Linked DNA regions of Choristoneura fumiferana: region 1 is linked to region 2. Evidence: chromatin contacts called from public Hi-C data. All regions are on one chromosome and are shown on one strand. The core of a region is the stretch at or near the end of the contact, and the rest is flanking DNA. Distances in the headings are between cores, read along the strand shown. Region 1 holds the start of Sf3b3 (splicing factor 3b subunit 3). Region 2 holds the start of LOC141430587 (10 kDa heat shock protein, mitochondrial).

Region 1 (3,221 bases), core at 262-2,761, 180 kb before region 2:
CGGGTCAATGGCCAGGTACTGTCCAGGCACTATTCTGCGACATCCAGACTTTCCAAATGTCTCTTGATGCACTTTGTCAAGGATATTTTTAGATGGGATATACTCCAGGATCACAATGCGTCCAGAGTCCGAGCCGATGACAATATAATCTGTAACAAGTTTAAAGATTAATAAAAGATTATACTTTTATGATTGGGACCAGCTAATTTGCAGTGGTAGAAATGTGCCAAAACTACATACATCCCAGCTAATCATTGTGATTGCCAAGAGCGACGCGATGGCAAATACTCTATGCATCTAGTTATCCCAATCTTTCGTATTATAGAGAGATGGAGCAAGACGATGCATGTTTCTTAGCACAAATGAAATAACCAACAAAAATTTGGAAAACCCCCGACTTTGTTCCTTCAAAGATCAATATCTCAAAAACGGCTGAACCGATTTTGATGAAACATGTGTAAGAACCATTGCTAAAAGCCCTGATTTTAAATTTAAAAAAAAAAAAAAAAAAGCATTCAAATCGGTCCACCCGTTTAAGCGCAACGGTGCTACAGACAGACAGACAGACACATAGCGGTCAAACTTATAACACCCCTTTTTTGCGTCAGGGGTTAAAAACAGGCCATCCGTTTATACCGTTCTTCGGGTACGGAACCCTAACCTAAAAACGGCATCCTAAACCGCATGGCAAAATAACTAAAAATACAATACACACCAGAAATAGTAAGAAAGAAAGTATTGTTCAGAGAATACTAGGATCCGCAAAGGAATTGAAATGAATCTAAATTCGGTAGGTACTAATTTAGGGCGAGTGGACGCCCCACGTGGTTGCAAAGTTCATTTACCTTTTGTGCCACCAGTAAGCCGAAATGACATCATAGATCGGATAATGCCGAAAATTTCGATCTTCAGCAGTGTATGCACTTTGCCGGTGTTCGGGTCTGGTCGCAGCAACTCCAAGATTTTACCACGAGAAATCACTATCTCCTGCTGCTTCGTGCCCGAGAAGTTCCCATGCACCGCATGGGTAATAGCTGTAGAGCCTTGTAGAGTCAAATTATACAAATACATTTTGAATCATTGACCTCAGCCTGAAACAATAAGGGTAAATTTAACACGTGTAATCGAGAGATCGTCTTCACGTATTATGTTAAGATACAATGTTGAGCTCGTAACTGACGAAAACGAAGGTAAACTTATGTTTTCGAATGGGTGAGCATAGTTTGATATTGCACCCTTAACGACCACGAAAGATATTAATCAATCGCGGAGATACCAAGTGCAAATATTCATCACAAACCTAAATCAAAATGAAAATAATAGATATTAAGCGTTTACCTGAATAAATCTGCAAATGATTGCCGCAATGCGGCTTGATGTATATTTCAAAGTCGTTGGTGCCTCCTCTACAAGCACACGACCGCAAAATGGCGGCCGAATAATGCGCCATCGATTCTAGCTCGGGAACTATGAATGAACTGACACGACCGCTGACCAATCAAATAGAAGCATTTTCCATCATGGCGGAGACTTTTATACCAAGTGTGTTGCCATGTAATCAAAAATTTATAAAGTTTGTTAAGCAGCCCCATCTTGTGGCGAGTAGAAATACTCTTACAGTTAGTAGTCTAGTTTTTCATCATTCTGGTACTGCTATTATACACAAGATGGCACTAAAGCTAAGAACGAATACAGTTTACCTATCTCATTACTAGATGGCAGCACATCGTGAAATATTGTGTTCTGTGATTGAATGGAGATATGGAGAATAGTTTTTTGAGCAGATTGTATTTTTCTTCATAATGCTAGCATATGCTAGCTAAAACTAACTTTTGTTAAGTTAATTCTATTAAGACCAAATCCGGCCTATTGACTTATTATTATGATCTGATCTCTCAACCATGTAGTTGTAAACTCGCGTTATCAAAACGCGCGTTAAGCGCTTGCCATCTGAAGTCTGAAAGTAGCCTAATTTTATGTGAATTAACGTTTTAAATTTATTATGAGCTTTTCGGTGAAAGAAAATACAAAGGAACGTTACTGATTCATATTTTGATGCGTCTAAAACCCAACTAATGCCACTAACTTTTACTAGCGATAAGATGTCTGCAGGGCTACTATGAAACTCGAAACTCGAAGTTCGTATCGTACCGTCCCTCTAGCTCTCGTATTAAATAGTATAAGTGTCAGAGGGACCGCACGACACGAACTTCGAGTTTCGTAGTAGCCCTGCTGATGTGAAGGAGATACGAATACGATACACACGATCGATTCGACGGAACACCATCGTTGTGCCTTGAGGACGTCGCGAGTTATTATGTTATAGTACCTGGGCGACCGAGCGCCGCTCTGGCTTTAAGCTCATTACCAAGCGTTTTCCCAGAAATAAGACCAAGCTAGATCGATTTTCATCCCCGAAAAGCCCATACCAAATTTAATCGAAATCGTTGGAGCAGTTTCCGAGATTACAAGTGCTATAAGTACAAGAATTGCTCGTCTAAAGATATTAGACTGTTAGACATTTCTTACAGATATTTAATTTTGTTAGTAAATAAATAAATGTGTTATGTTTGTAAAATAAAATAATAATTTCTTTCTTTGTTCTCTTGAAGTAATTTCTTTCCTTACGGTTAGGTGTATACAAGGTGGTTTAAGTAACTGAAAACCTCAGACACCCCAAAAATATTTTATTCATTTTAAGTTAGTTGATTGCATTTATTTTTGAATAACTTCATTATTTTAAAAGTTAGTCAGTAATTTTACTTCATTTCTAACACTCATGATTTGTATTTGTCATTGCGCTTTAACGTTGTTGGGCATTTCTATCTACCGTTTGTACCCGTGTCCGATTTGTTACGAAAATTATTAAGAAAAATGTGTAACAAAACGGAAAAATCCATACAATATTTTGGGGACACGTCTGGCGACCCTGTTTTTCCAGCTCGGAATCATGGACTGAGTCTACCTTCCAAATTTTGTTGAAATCGGAGACAACTCAGGGTACAACGGTAGATAGAAATGCCCTTTTAGAGTAAAATCACACATTGACAGCAAAACGGCCAGTATTAAGTAAATTATGGAAATAGTATGCAACCTAGCTCAAATATTTAACAGTACATGGTTGCAGTCGTAACTTTTAGACTGGACAAAATAAGAAAGGGATTTAAAAACACAAACACAACTTAATTTAAAACATGTGTAATCGATTCTACTCTTCTGAG
Region 2 (3,302 bases), core at 296-2,795:
GGGATCATAGACTTTTCAGTTTGGGGCCAAAGAGCCTAGCAGGCTGAAAAAGGGTAGGCACAATGACTAGCAACTTACCATGGCGCATCAGGGCGCCACGGTGCACCGTTCTAAGACCAACAAATTGTACTAGGCCAACCAACTAAAAAAATAAAGTAAATAGAAACAGCTCTTTAAGGGGTGACATACCTGTGTGGTTGTCTATTGGTTTTTTTTAGAGAAAGGTATCTGAAAATTCTACGCAAAGTAGAATTAGTAGTCTTATATTAAACCAGACCGATAGATATATGAATTAGACCGTGATCAGCCATTAAAAATGTAGAACCTGTCACCCGAACAATACCAACAAAGCCTTCGCTGTAAACAATAACCCTCTTTCATGTTGCCGCATAATCAAGGCGGCCATAAATCGCGATGCGCGACACACGCATGCGTGTGCGCCCGTGTACGTACACGGGTTATTGTGCGTGTGTGCGTGGTGTTGTGTGAGTGTAGTGGCCAGCGCGCAGGTGTGCCCGAGACTGGCCGGCGCCGGCGCACATTCCAGAGGCGGTCACGGCGCCGCAGCAGTGCGCATGATGCGGACATGACTGTACCGGCCAGCATCAAATATATGGACTGCTTGGACCTCCGCCTACTCTGGTCTAGGTGGAACTTTTTGGTCGCTGGTATCTTCATGTGCACTATGCATTCACATTCACATGTTTCTATACAAGATTTTCTGATACTGACTGTACTTGTGGTGTGATTATTAGGAACATTTGATTTCGGCGACCGAAACAATCGATTCATGTTTCATTTCAAATTTAAATAAGGTAAACGTATGAGTGTTCGTCACTGTCCCAATAGTTGGCATCTTTAATCTTATGTCATTAGCGAAAGAAATGACAACAGTGTGCCATCTTTTGGGCATTAGCGTGTCGAGCACTCGGACGTTTACCTTATCAAACGTTTCTATAAAAATCAACGCATGATAACTTTTGTCCTGAAAAAAAAGAAAGGGCGCGCGAAAAACTAATTCTTCGCAGTCGCGGCCATCAGCTAGTAAGTATGTAAAACAAACTGCATTATTTTGTTAGTGGATATAAACAGATTACGAACAACGAAGGTAGGCTAATTTCGTTCGTTCCAATCCTAATGGATTCGATTCTGAACTAGGCTGCGCTTTTACTTTTACATTACTTACTTTAATATCTACTCAATTAATTAACTACTATGTATACAAACTCATATTTGAATTTACGAATTGTAAGCTCCATCTGTTGGTAAAATAAGTGACGTAAAGTTTTGTCGTTGATTCCGCCATCTGTTGTCAGTTTTTAGTACTATTAGGAAAAAGTTAGTTTTGCTACTCATCAGCAGATGTCTTCTGAAAGTAATGTAATTTATAAAATCTTCTACAGATATTTAATGATATATATTTGTTTTTATTGTTGTAACCTAATTAAAACTTTATTTCAATAATATTGTTTAGATAAATGTCAATAAAATATGAAATGGCAACCCATAAAACACATGGAGAATGAGGAGTGAACTATTTCCTTCCGCCCGTCAAAGTTCATTCGCTCATCCACCGGGCCGGCTTCCAATCCGAATTTTCTAGATTCGAGAAGATAACCAAAAAATTTTTCTGCACTTCACTTGTTTCATTTCTGACATTATAAGAAAGCACAAAAATGGCAGCTGCAGCGAAGCGATTAATTCCCCTGTTGGATCGCGTTTTGATTAAACGAGCTGAGGCGGTAACAAAGACTGCAGGCGGTATCGTGATCCCCGAAAAGGCACAGTCCAAGGTTCTGCAGGGAGAAGTGGTGGCTGTGGGGCCAGGATCCAGGAAAGACAATGGCGATTTCGTCCCTCTGTTGGTGAAGGTCGGTGACAGGGTGCTCCTTCCTGAATACGGCGGTACCAAAGTTACTCTCGATAACGAAGAAAAGGAATACCACCTCTTCCGGGAGTCCGACATACTGGCGAAGATCGATAACTAAATTAGTGCTAGCTTTAAATTTTACGTGGTTCGAATTGGTTAGTTATATATTTTAGAAACTCGTAGTGAATGAACAAGATATGATTGTGTAATATGTTGGTTGCTGATGAAACTCGGACATAATGTCTCCGTTGCATTTCTTATTATAATACTGTTACAAAAATGTCTCTGAAGTTTTAATTCCAAATCCCATCATTACTTTCAAATTGTTACAATTAATTACAACTTAAATTAACATAACTGGTACACATTAATAAACAAGTGGCTTAATCAAATGCAGTGTCAATAATAACATGGCATACCATGTGATACCAGTTTCCTTGCTAAAGCTCTAGATCATAAACATTCAAGTACCTGAATTTGTATCAATCGCTTGTGGACTTCAAAGCACAGAGCACCTAGTAGAGAAGATAACACTAGAATGTAATAACAGTGAATAACACTAACAACTTTGTTGCACCTAACTTTCCCATATACACATTATACCTACATAGCTGTTAGCAGGGCCAGCCTAAAGAAAAGACCAAGTAGCTAATTGAGGGACACCAAGAGTAAATTCTGATTTTCATTTTCAAAGGGCACTGCAAGAAATAGTCATTCAAAGGATGCCAAAAGACTTGCACAAAAGTAGAGCTGGCGCTGCCAACTAGTCACTGGAACTGAATAAAGAAAACAAGTTGTTTCAGTTCAAATTTTATTTATCACAGTACATTATAATTTCATTACGATAGTGTTGTTAGTAGAAATAAGTTAACACTGCTAAAAATTATATTCATTTGCACTTTGCTTCAATTATATCTCTTACTACACAAATAAAAAACTGAGAATTATTTTGTTGAGGGTTAAAAACGACTTTATAACCACAGGATGGAGGCGAACAGACTGGGTACTCTCTAATGTAGAACTTGTTGTACACATGCAGAAAAAATTATACATTACATTTTGTGGTACTCAACCAATGTCTCACTTCTTAATATTTGTACCTAATGCTAATTGGTTTTGATTCAGAAAGTATTAACTGTATTGTATAATATTAACACATGGGTGCTCATCGTCACATTCATCATCTCTTTCTGTTCTTATTCGAAGCCGAGTGACAGAATGAAAACTTGGAAATGAATGATTGTGCTTCCAAGTGAATTTGACTGGCTCAGATTTTGTATACAAAATCTGTCATTTGATTGGGATCTGGAGCGTCGGAAACCTCTGGTCTTAAATACTATTCAATTGTAAATCTGTCTTCAATTTACAATTATCAATCACCAAGTAGTCTGAAAAAACACTGAAAGCTGCTATCATTTCATAAAGTACTATT

Evidence for each region. Hi-C and Micro-C count contacts between places; a contact is called where the count stands out from the background.
Region 1: a contact with region 2 is called in a Hi-C map of whole pupa, with 8 times the contacts expected there. The contact joins the promoter of Sf3b3 here to the promoter of LOC141430587 in region 2. A contact is called at or near these places in 2 of 2 Hi-C or Micro-C datasets (both in whole pupa).

What each region holds. Positions count from the first base shown.
Region 1 is chr8:14,400,036-14,403,256 of NRCan_CFum_1, reverse strand. Sf3b3 (splicing factor 3b subunit 3) reads right to left here and starts at 1,511. Exons shown (of 15, transcript XM_074091369.1): 1 at 1,339-1,511; 2 at 846-1,091; 3 at 1-149. The coding sequence starts at 1,071.
Region 2 is chr8:14,220,156-14,223,457 of NRCan_CFum_1, reverse strand. LOC141430587 (10 kDa heat shock protein, mitochondrial) reads left to right here and starts at 1,545. Exons shown (of 1, transcript XM_074091363.1): 1 at 1,545-2,151. The coding sequence starts at 1,677. The coding sequence ends at 1,988.